Linked DNA regions of Mus musculus: region 2 is linked to region 1. Evidence: chromatin contacts called from public promoter capture Hi-C data. All regions are on one chromosome and are shown on one strand. The core of a region is the stretch at or near the end of the contact, and the rest is flanking DNA. Distances in the headings are between cores, read along the strand shown.

What was found. Promoter capture Hi-C pulls out the DNA fragments that hold promoters and counts their contacts.
Region 2: a promoter capture Hi-C map of neural stem cells shows a contact between it and region 1. The contact joins the promoter of Wdr48 here to the promoter of Rpsa in region 1. A contact is called at or near these places in 8 of 39 promoter capture datasets (the 3T3-L1 cell line, cranial neural crest, erythroid cells and 4 more), 8 of 484 Hi-C or Micro-C datasets (CD4 T cells, centrocytes, double positive thymocytes and 3 more), 3 of 115 datasets of contacts at active chromatin or transcription factors (the 230-238 cell line, effector CD8 T cells and large pre-B cells) and 3 of 9 other capture datasets (adipose tissue, liver and pancreatic islet).

What each region holds. Positions count from the first base shown.
Region 1 is chr9:120,123,857-120,129,909 of GRCm38.p6, reverse strand. It overlaps Rpsa (ribosomal protein SA), which reads right to left and starts at 2,144. Exons shown (of 7, transcript NM_011029.4): 1 at 2,080-2,144; 2 at 1,288-1,453; 3 at 634-752. The coding sequence starts at 1,420. LOC115485682 (a small nucleolar RNA gene) reads right to left here and starts at 1,130; the gene lies at 975-1,130. Slc25a38 (solute carrier family 25, member 38) reads right to left here. Exons shown (of 7, transcript NM_144793.2): 7 at 5,406-6,053. Gm26448 (a small nucleolar RNA gene) reads right to left here and starts at 559; the gene lies at 357-559.
Region 2 is chr9:119,891,230-119,897,282 of GRCm38.p6, reverse strand. Wdr48 (WD repeat domain 48) reads right to left here and starts at 2,388. Exons shown (of 19, transcript NM_026236.3): 1 at 2,326-2,388. The coding sequence starts at 2,373. Gm2449 (a long non-coding RNA gene) reads left to right here and starts at 2,371. Exons shown (of 7, transcript XR_871350.2): 1 at 2,371-2,457; 2 at 3,636-3,756; 3 at 4,097-4,215.

The sequences.
Region 1 (6,053 bases), core at 895-3,394:
GGTACTCAGCAAACACCTGACAAATTTATCCGAACACAGAGCAAGCTCATCACCCCCCCTCCTCTGTTTGTGGATAGTTCTTTAGTTAATTTAGGAGTGGTTATCCTGCAATGTACAAAAGTATATCACCCCCACACATGGTGGTTTGGTATTGGATCTCCTTGAACAGAACTATGGATGGTTTTAAGCCACCACGTACCAAAACTATCTCAACAGTTCATATCTCATTGTTTTATCAACTGATATACATGTTAACAAAGACTTAACTTGGCTATTTTGTTTGTGTCTGACGTTGCCTTTCCCTTAAGTCAGCACCAATTTCCTCTAACACAAAGCTCTGTTTGCCACCGAGTCAGCACTGTTTCCTGCATGGTTTGCCTCCTCAGTCACTGTCCACAGGACTCTGAGAAGTCGTAGGAATATGCAGGCGCGGGCACAAAGCCCAGCTTCATCTCCAACGCCGTGGAAAGGGACTGTACGTCACTGGGCAAGGCCTATGCTCCCCTATGCCACTAGGACAGAGCCCAGGGAGAGTGACCTCCTGGGTTGTCCACGTTGGATACTTTGCTTTGTATGCCCAATGTACTCTATCGATTACTGACCCCCAAACAAAAGCACATGCATGCCACAAACCTGGCCAGTGTTCCTGGAGGAGATGACGCTGACGTCAGCAGGATTCTCGATGGCAACAATAGCTCGAGCTGCGAGCAACAGCTTCTCCCAGGTCCTCTTCAGGTTTATGATGTAGATACCTAGGCCAGCAAACGGAACTCTCTGAGGAGCTTCCCAAGGCAGGAAGTCTGGCAGTCACTCTGCAGACCTGGCTGATCAGACTCCTGACTGCCTCCTAAACACTAGGATTAAAGGGTGTGAAACCACCACACCCAGCAACAAGTAGTTTAAAGTGGGTGTCCCAGACAGGCTTGCTAGCCTCATAGCCTTGTGAATGGACACTGTGGGAAGGTAAGGCATACGCATGTGGCAGTGACCACTACCAAACTCCAGTCATAGAGGCAAGCTCTACTGGTGTTAGCGAAAATCCTGCCATAAATTCAATGTAGCACACTTCCGACACTCAGAAGTTCACTGGCCAAGACTGGCCTCCACTCTGAGCTTTAATAGTGTGCAGGGTCAGTCAGTCCTCCATGACCTCTGGCCCCTTCCCACACATCCTCTTAGTTACATCACAAGCCAGAGTAGCACTCCAACACCAACCATTCAGTTACCAGGCACTATACCCATTAGAGCACCATAGTCAGGAACTGACTATCACAGGTGGCAACTGACCGTCACTTTTCCTTTTGTAGATGTACTGCTCCATCTGAAAGTCAAGGTTGGTGCCACCTAAGTGGGTTCCCGCAGCAAGGAATTTGAGGACATCCTCCTCCTTCATCTGCAGGACGTCAAGGGCTCCGGACATTGTGTAAGTTTCCCTTTAAGTTACGATGGGAATCTAAAAAAGGAATAAAATTCATCTTTTTTCTTCTGACACTAGAACTCACAAGATTGCCCTGCCTCCTGAGAGGGGGACTAAAGGCGTATGCCACTAGGCGCAGCACATCATCTGAGCTGAAATGGGTTGTGTTCTTATTCCTCCTTGCCTTTCGATTTTTCTGGCCACCTAGTCACTAAGGAAAGTGACTTTGTCAGCAGAGCACATATAGAAAAACTGGACAGTTGAAGTTAGCGCCTCCGCAGGCACACTGACTACAGGATAGCTACTTAAGTATAGCTGCTTCTTTGCACCGAGAGTTGCGCAAAGGCGGCCATGATCGGGGTGCTTCGGGAGTTGTATTTCGAGACTGGCCGGCAGTTCCCGTCCCATCTCCATGCGCCTCACAAGCACTTTTCCCAGCATCTTGCCGACAGGGCCCTCGAGCGTGGCGCGAACCGCAGAAGGGCCCCGCAGTGGCGCCCGCCCCACCTAACTGCGGGCCAGCACGTGGCGCTGCCGCCAGGAGCCAAGCCGCCCCGGCACACGCAGCCTCGGCGCCCTCCGCGCCCACCCATGGCGCGGGAAGCTAGTAAGCGCGCGTCCCGCGGCGTCCGGAGACGCCGAGGGCTCCACGTGAGACTCACCAAGAACAACGCCGTATGGACCCGTCCCCGGGTAGCGCGAAAGGACGGGCGGCCGGAAATGACGTCCTTAAATAACCCACAGCCAGCCAATGGCAAAGCAGGCTAAGCAAAAAGGGAGAACTTCCGCTCCGGAAAAAGCCTCTGGCGCACGCGCAGATTCAGTGAGTGGGCCCGCTGTAGCGCGCGCGGAGCGGAAGTTAAAGTGGCCCGCGCCTGCGCGGCTGCAGTCGCTGCACAGACCCCAGGCCGGAAGTAGCTGGGGCGAGGGGGGGGAGTGGGGGGGGGGGAGCGAGCGTGGAAAGTCCGTAGCTTTTGGTCCGCTGAGTGACGAATAGGCTTCAAGCTGGGCCACCTATGTCAGGATTAACTCCAGGAGCACACACCCGCCTGCCCCTCTGGTACTGGCTCCTTCCTACATTTGAGAACTACAAAATAGTAGTTACCCAGTAAGATATTACAAAAGTGTTGAAGGGAGCAGGGAGAAATTTGGATGCGTCATCTATTTACAAAGCGTTTATTACTGTATTCCATGTCTCAAGTAATCTAGAGATGACTTGGAGTCTGTGGGAGGGTTGTGGTTATTAGAAAATACCAGACTATTTTTGTTTTGTTTTGTTTTTCGAGACAGGGTTTCTCTGTACAGCCCTGGCTGTCCCGGAACTCACTTTATTGACCAGGCTGGCCTCGAACTCAGAAATCCGCCCGCCTCTGCCTCCGGAGTGCCGGGGCTAAATAAAGGCGTGTGCCACCACGCCCAGCTCAGACCATTTTATATTAGGGACTTGAGCATCTATGGGTTTGGCATCCATAGGTGGTTCTGGAACAAATCCCACAGATACTGAAGGATAACCATATATGCATACAACAAAAATAATAGATCAAAAACCCAGAGGAGTGTGGGTGCAGCTCCGTGGTAGAGTACTAACATCGAAAGGCTCTGGGTTTCTTCAGTTCTTGCTGGGGCAAGAGGACCATGAATTTGAAGCTATAGTCATACTCTGTCTCAAAAATAAATATAAAACGGTAAAACTAAAAAGAACAAAGCATTTAACTTGCCACATCGTGAATGTGTATCAAGATATCTTGTTAAGTAAAACAGAATATTCTAAAATCTATTAAGTGGTATGTTCAGGTCAGGTAGTGGTGGCCTATGCCTGTAATCCTAGCCAGCACTCAGGAGACAGAGGCAAGCAGATCTCTACGAGTTGAAAGCTAGTCTAATCTACAAAAATGAGTTCCAGGACAGCCAAAGCTACACAGAGAAACCCTGTCTTTAAAAAAAAGAAAAAATAGAGTGGCCTAGCTCCCTGCGGCTGTCCTTGGTCACGCTTGGTACCAGGCTGAAGCAGTCAAGATGACCTTATTTCAGCTTAGAAGTGAGCACTGGGTTCATATACTTGTCCCTGTAGGATTTGTCTTTGGGTATTATCTAGACAGAAAGGATGGTGAAAAGCTAACTGCTGCTGGGCCGTGGTATTGCACGCCTTTAATCCTAGCACTTAGGAGGCAGGAGCAGGCAGATTTCTGAGTTCGAGGCCAGCCTGGTTTACAGAGTGAATTCCAGGACACCCAGGACTACACATAGAAACCCTGTCTCGAAAAAAAACCAAAACAACAAAAAAAAGCTAACTGCCTTCAGGAATAAGAGCATGCTATTTCAAAGGGAACTAAGGCCCAATGAAGTTACTTGCAAGTAAAAACTGGTTAAATGACAGAATGTTCACATTTTAAAAGTTATTGGAGAAATAAAAGCATTTATTATTTAATTAGAAAAAAATGACAATAGAAAGTGAGTGGTAGGTCTGGGAATGAAGATTATAAGTAGGTATAAGAGCTTACTGGAGGTCGGGGGTGGAAATGTTCTAAAACTAGTTTATAGGGTCATGGCTGCACTTTTAAACAGGGTCTCACAAGTGGAGGATGACTGAGCTTCCAGCTCTTCTGCCTCTGACTCCCAGTGAGGGAATGCCAAGCCTGAGGACCGGTGTTCCTGTTTGCTCTATTGCTAATGCAAATGAACCCACCAGAACCTTGCATGAATTAGCATGACACTCAGCCGAACATCCAGCCCCAAACCACCAAGCAGTGGGCTTCAAGCAAGTAGGAAGCCTCTTTGAATTCATAATCTCAAGGCACTTTTGTTTTTCCTTCAGTTTTTGAGACATGGTTTTCTCTGTGTAGCCCTAGCTGTCCTAGAACTTGCTCTGTCTAACAGGCTAGCCTTGAACTCAGAGATCTTCCTACCTCTGCCTGCTGGGTGCTGGGATTAAAGGCGTGTGCCACCATGCTCAGTTTCCAAAGCTGTTTTTAAAAGTTAAGTTTTCCCAAAAAAAAAAAAAAGGACTTACTTGGCAGGTGAAAACTTAAGTCACCTTAGAGCTGCTTTGCTAGTCTCAGGGAGTAAGACATACTAGTAAGGCTTACCAACCAGAACTTTTTTATATGTATAAATAAATCCAGGGCTTGATCGGGTAGCCCTCCCTGGCTGACCTGTAACTCTTGAGTCCTACCTGCCTATCTCTCAAGTGCTGGGATTAATGGTCTGTTCCTATTTATTTTTTTTTTTTCCATTTTTTATTAGGTATTTAACTCATTTACATTTCCAATGCTATACCAAAAGTCCCCCATATCCACCCACCCCCACTCCCCTGCCCACCCACTCCCCCTTTTTGGCCCTGGAATTCCCCTGTACTGGGGCATATAAAGTTTGCAAGTCCAATGGGCCTCTCTTTCCAGTGATGGCCGACTAGGCCATCTTTTGATATATATGCAGCTAGAGTCAAGAGCTCCGGGGTACTGGTTAGCTCATAATGTTGTTCCACCTATAGGGTTGCAGATCCCTTTAGCTCCTTGGCTACTTTCTCTAGCTCCTCCATTGGGAGCCCTATGATCCATCCATTAGCTGACTGTGAGCATCCACTTCTGTGTTTGCTGGGCCCCGGCATAGTCTCACAAGAGACAGCTACATCTGCGTCCTTTCAATAAAATCTTGCTAGTGTATGCAATGGTGTCAGCGTTTGGATGCTGATTATGGGGTGGATCCCTGGCTATGGCAGTCTCTACATGGTCCATCCTTTCATCTCAGCTCCAAACTCCGTCTCTGTCCTATTTATTTTATGCATGTGATACACCCTTGCTGTCTTCAGACACACCAGAAGAGGGCATTGGATCTCATTACAGATGGTTGTGAGCCACTATGTGGTTGGTGGGAATTGGACTCAGGACTTCTGGAAGAGCAGCCAGGGCTCTTAACCGCTGAGCCATCTCTCCAGCCCCCTCTGCTATAGTTTCTGTTTTTCAGACTGCTGTCAATCAGAGTGCTCTACTGTGTTTGTTTGAACTTTAATTATGGAAAGTGTGAGAACAGCAGAGATGAAGCCTGGGAAAGACTGTCCCATTCGTTCTCGGGGCCTACAGGAGGCAGCCTAGGAACAAAACTAATGCCTATCTTGGTTTTTTGTTCTGTTTTGGTTCTGTCACAGACAGTCTCCACCCTGGTGATGTCTTTATTTTAAAAAGTAATACATTTATTTGTTTATTGGGTCTGGGTGCATGTGAGGAAATCAGGACAACTTGCAGCAATTCTCTCCTCCACCATATGGGTCCTGGGAGCCAACGCAGGCCTCTGTTAAGCACCTTTCCTTGCTGAGGCATCTCACTGGCCCACCTCAGCTCTCTTAGGTCCAGTCTTCCCTAACTTGAGCCTCTTGCCCTCAGACATGGCAGGAGGCCCACACCTTCTCTACTGGGGGATTCCTTCATTACCAATATTCTAAGGCGCCCTGTAGAGTAGGCAGGTGGCTGAAGCAGCGACCTTGCAGAGGCCTCCTCTCAAGTAGCCTTGTGGGCAGCCAAGCTCGATCCAGCCCCGCGGCACTGACGGGAAGTGTGCACAGAGCGGTAGGTACTGGCAACTCCATGCCTATGGCTCCAGCCACCCAGCCACTCTCTCTGAATTCTGGAAAAAAGGTGAC
Region 2 (6,053 bases), core at 1,139-3,638, 230 kb after region 1:
ACATCGAAGAACAACTACAATTTATACTTTTGCACCATTTGTAAGTTCTTGCAATGTGCATGCGTGCATCCCTTCTGTGCAATAGGAGATGAAATCAGTCTCCGAGGCTTCTAGCATTGCTCTGTACCTACTGGACAAATCCTAAACCTTCTCTTAGCAGGCTAGTTTCAGATTTTGATAGGAAATAGTGTCCAATCACAATTGGTTTGCTGTTGAACAAAGTGCTAAACACCAAATTCTACCTTCATCCTCTGGCCAGCTGAGTGTGGAATCAGCTTCTCCCTAGGTCTATACGCACCAGCCGACATCTAGCCTATTTAAACACTTTTTTGGCACCTGATGTGATTTTCTTCTCTACTCTTCTCTGTTGTGTGTGTTGTTTTAAAAAATGTTTTTAAAAGATGCTAAGGACAGAGCCTTGTGAGAGGCAGGCACGTGCTCTACACTGAGGTGTATTCCCCCAGAGTCAAGGATAACTTGGAGCCAGTTTTCACTGTCCACTTTGTGGGTCCCAGGAATCAAACTCAAGTCTTCAGGCTTGGCAGCAAGCACACCTCCCCTCCAAGCCATCTTGCAAGCCCATGTCTTTTAAGTCTTTACCCCAAACTGAACGAACTGATAATCCTTACTCTATCAAGAACCACCGTCCTAGTGTGTGGAACTGGACTAAGTTACAACTTAGTTGAAATCAGTGTTTTCACCCCCTTGGCCTGGAGGCTGGGGCTACTTCAGTGCCATCAATGCCATTTGGAAGGAAAGCAGCACCTACCCAGGGAAAGCTAGGGGATTTTTACATTCTTGTCACCTCACTGATCCTGTAAAGTATTTATTACTTGTTAGTGAGCGTGTGAGTGCGTGAGCGCCTGTGTGAGTGTGGTGCACAGGGGCATAAGCACATAGGGACACATGCATGTGGAGGCTACAGGGTGACCTGGGTGCCTTCCCTCATTGCTCACTCTCCACCCTGTTTCTTTCATGGGACCTGGAGTTTATCAATCAGCAGGACTAGACAGCCATCAAGCTTCAGGGACACTCCATTTTCTGCCTCCCTAGAGCTGAGATTTCAAGTGCCAACCCACATGCCAGGCGTCTTTTCAAGTGAGGGGATAGAGATGTTTACGTGGACGCAGATATTCAGATCCTCATGTTTGTGCTACAGGCCTTCCACCAGACTGACCATCTCCCAGTCAGCCCAATTCTAACCATTAAACAACCATTAGTGAGCACACAGGGCCAACAAATGGAAGTCAGTACTATAAAGAGGACACTCATTCAGAAAATGCCACAGCTTTCCAGCCTTATGCTGGGGTTACTCACCTTTGGCCCTCCCTTCTGAACACTGAGTTCAATCCGTGGAGTGTTTACTGACTGCTAAACCCTTTTAGTCTCTTCTCCTCTGTGCGGCAAGTCTATGCACTCAGTCCACTTTAATGACTGAATGCATTTTTTTTTTTAAGGCAGTGTGTCTCGTGTAGCCCAGACTGATTGATCTCAAACTTGGTAGGTACTGGAGGATGACCTTGAATTTCCGATTCCCCTGTCGTCACCACAGAAACACACACACACAAGCAGCGCTAGAAGTACAGGCGGGTACCAAGCATGCCTGGTTTTATGTGGAGCAGGGGGTTTGAACCTTGCTCAGGACAGGAAGGGCTCTGCTAAACGAGCTTTATCCCCAGCACACAAGGCAGCAAGCAAAACTCAAACGTACACCAAACCAACGTGATTTGGGGAAACCCAAAGCACCCACGGTGCGGGTCAGCGAGCTCATCACTGGAGATTCCGACGTTAGGGAGATGAGGACTAAAAAGGAAGCCCGGAAGATGCATAGTGAGGACGGTGGAGGGCGGAGGCAAAGCCCATCGCTAAGGAAGGGACACTGTCATTTCCTCCAGCACAGCGCTCCCACGTGCGACCCGGACCCGCCACGCCCCCGCAAGGCCCCTCGCTTCCCGGCCTCACCCACCCGCGGGCGCCGCGAGGCCTCCGCCGCCGGGTCGCGGCTGTTCCGGAGGAAGGCGGCCGAGAGCAGAGGCAGGTGAGCGGGCAGCAGGCCCATGGCGCCGCCGCAGGCCCGGTGTCCCGGGACGGCGGTTCGCCGGGACGGCGGTTCCCCGCGACCGCTCGCGAGGCCCGCGCGCCCAGTCCGCCCGCCGCCACCTCAGGCCGTTGGCGCCCCGGCCCCACCCCTCGCGCCGCTGCGCCCCGCCCCGCCATCCTCCGGCTGTCGAACCCGGCCAGCCGCGGCCCGAGGCATCCGCCCGCCCGCGGGGGTACCAGAGCCGACGGCAGTGTCGCCAAGGCCGCGGAGCCGGGCCGCCATACCTGCACTTTCCTCCGCCCGGCTGTGTTCTGCCGGTGATGGGCCGCCATCTTGCATGTTGACACTCCGACGTCACTTCCGGGAGAGTTGAAGCGCCAGCGGATGTCCCGCCCTACTCTGTGGTTGGGTAGAAGGTAGGTAGGGCGTAGGCTTTCCGGGCTGGTTGCGAGGGGAGGCGCTGGCGGAGAAATAGCAGCGTGTGGGCGGGAACGCTCTTGGAACCAGGGCTTGGGGGCCCGTACTGGTCTACCTCTGTGCAGCTAAGCCCCAGGGCCGTCCCAGCGCCTGCATGCAGAGAGAAAGCGCTCAAGAGAGTCGTGCTTAAGTCGTGCCCCAGCCACTTAAGCCAGTGCTTAGCAACTGGACCACGTCTCTAACTCCATATTTATAGGTTTTAAAAATAATAATAATAAAATGTTGTTGTCATTTAGTTATTTTGAGGCATGGTCTCGCTGTGTAGTCCTGGCTGTTCTCAAACACCAGCGGAGAGGACAACTTGTGGTAGTCTTCTTCTTCCACTATGTGGGCCTTGAGATTCTAACTCAGGCTTGGCAGTAGGCACCTTTATCCAGTGATTCATCTCACCAGCCCCCTCAGGATCTTACCCAGACTCTCAGAATTACAGACGTGTGCCTGTACAGCTATAATATGGATCTTAGGATGTTAAGTGAGATAATGTTCGCATAGGCCCTGCTAACTTGACAATATATTTTAAATGATCGTTTTGGCAAAAACATGACCAAAGTACTATAACCCCTATGGAAACCCACTACCTTTATAAACTAATTAAAAAATACAAAGGGGCTGGAGAGATGGCTGAGAAGTTGAGAGCACTTGCAGAGGACCTGGGTTTGGTTCCCAGCATTCACCTGGGAGTTCATGAGCTGCAATAAACTCCAGTCCCACACGCCCCCTTTCGGACGCAGGTAGAACACTCTCCCAAAATAGAAGTAAATCTAAAATACAGAATTTCAAAGAGATACACTTGCATGGATGGAAAATGATTCCCCCCAAAAGACATGCATTATTAGATGAAAATCTCAATGCCAGGCATGGGATAGCTTTCTATGACATGGTCAGGGAAGACCCAGAAGCCCCTAAAACAATACAGGCTATAGCTGTTGCACTTGGTTGCCCACCGAAACTAAGTAGTAAGACACTATTGCTGGAGACACTGTATACTTTGGTAGCTGGACACAGAGACATCAAAGTGCACTGACCCAAAAACTTGTCAGTGATGACTCTGTGATGACTGGCTTCTCTGTGATGACTCTGTGATGACTGGCTTCTCTGTGATGACTGGCTTTCATAGGTGCTGTGAATCCTGCCAGGGAAAAAGAAGCATCCGTGATAAACCAGCCGACCACCTTGCCAGGCAAGATGTGCCCGCTGCTGTAGGGTTATGAGGGCAACCAATTACTTTTGGATTTGAGGTCTGTTCTACTGGAAGGAATTCCAGCTTGGTACTGTAACCTGGTCCTGTAAATCCCATGGCTCGGGGCATCACGGCCACAGGGAGGAACCTGTTACTGTGGTTTTGCTAAATTACATGTTATCAGACTTCTTTCTAGAAATTTATATGTATATCCACAAATCCGTACTGTCCTCAGCCACAGCCAGAGGCACTTTCTGTAGCAAGCAGCAGTTGATGCAGAGACTGAAAATGCTGAGACTAAGTGACTGTTGGGTGTCTCGGGGAACTCTGAAAAAAAAATGGCAGAAAGGATGTAAGAGCTGAGAAATGGGCAGAGCCTGTGGAATACTGTCTTTCAGATGGTACAGCCATTGCCCCATGTGCTGCTATGGTTATCTGCAGAAGACCTGTAAATATTCCAACACGCGGCACTGAATGAACTCTGGGTTCTTAACACTGAAAAGGAGAGGACATGAGGGTAAGATGTGTGGAGGGTTCCTAGAGGAGTTGGGGAAGGACATAGGGGTTCCTGGAGGGAGTAGGAGGGGTTTCTTGGGGATAAAAGAAGAGCTGAGTTGGGGGTTGCACATGGCCAAGGTGTATTGTTTACACATATGAAATTGCCTAAGGGTAAATGAAAGACACTGTGTTAAAATGGTCATATAGTGTTTAGCATGCTTGACGGGTAGTAAGCTCACAATAAAAATTACTGCCTCTCAGAATGAGATGGGCCGCTGATGTAGATCAGTGGTAACTAGTTAGTACACTTCAGGCCCAGGTTCATAACAAATAAACACATAGTAAAATAAAAGTACAAAACCAGGCAGAGCCTTGGTTTACAGCAACCACTTTCTATAAGAGATTAGTGTGTAGTTTGGATATTTAAAAAATGGTGTGATGGGGAGCTGGAAAGATGGCTCAGAGGTTAACAGCACTGGTTTAGTTCCTAGCACCCACATGGCAGCTCACAGCTGTCTATAACTTTAGTCCCTGGGGGTCCAACACCCTCTTCTGGCATGCTCAGCTACTGCACATATGTGATTTGTAGATATACATACAGGCGAAATACACATAAAATAAAAAAAGGAAAAAAGCCGATGTGGTGATTTCAATGAGCAATGTCCCCATAGCCTTAGGTTTGTGAACACTTGGTCCTGGTGGCAGTGCTGTTAGGGGAAATGGTGTGGCCCCGCCAAAATGTTGCTGTACATCACGTGATCCCTGCCACAAAGGACTCTTAGTCCTCTGGAACCAAAAGCAAAAATAATTTCTTCCAGAACAGAAAAGTAACTAGCACTGGTGGGTTGTTTGTTTGTTTGTTTGTTTGTTTTAGAATAGCACTCCAGTACCCATTTAGCTAAATAGTTTAGTACAAGCTCATCCTGGCTATTATCAGATTCACAGAGAATAAAAAACAGTCTTCTAGTAAGTAAGATACAATGATGCATGATAGGCTGTGAGATGGTTTGCACTGGAGAGTGATGTACCGGCTGGGTGGTGGTGGCACACGCCTTTAATCTCAGCACTTGGGAGGCAGAGCACTTGGGAGGCAGAGGCAGATGGATCTCTGAGTTTGAGGCCAGCCTGGACTACAGAGTGAGTTGCAAGACAGCCAGGGCTACACAGAGAAACCCTGTCTCAAAAACCCAAACCCCAAACCAAGCAAAGCAAGTTGCACAAGCAATTTCAGTAATGTAGTATGAATCCAAACTTGAGACTTCAGAGTTTCTGAGTTTCTGAAATAAAATTCATACCCACTACAATTTGGTTTTTGACTAGCATTTGTGGAAGCTTCAGCCAGTTCAACTTCTGTACACTACATGAAAAGCACATTTGTGGTACTGCTTTAATTTGATTTAACTTATTTTGTTTGTGTATGTATATATGAATACATATACCACGACCAAGGCAACTCTAACAGCAAGTATTTAACTGGGGCTGGCTTAAAGTTTCAGAGGTTTAGTCCATTATCCTCATGGCAGGGAATGTGGTGGCACACAAGCCAACATGGTGCTGGAGAAGGAGCTGAGAGTTCTATATCCAGGGCTACAGGCAGCAGGAAGAGAGAGCCACTGGGCCTGGCTTGAGCATTTGAAAACCCAAAGCTCACCCACAGTGACACACTTCCTCCAACAAGGCCACACCTACTAATTCTTCCTAAATAATGCCACTCCCTGTGACTAAGCTTTCAAATATATGAGCCTATGGGGGACATTTTTATTCAAACCATCACAACACCTGATCCCCTGGAGGTGGAGTTACTGGCAGTTGTAAGCTGCTTATCATGGGTGCTAGGAACTGAGCCCTGGTCCTCTG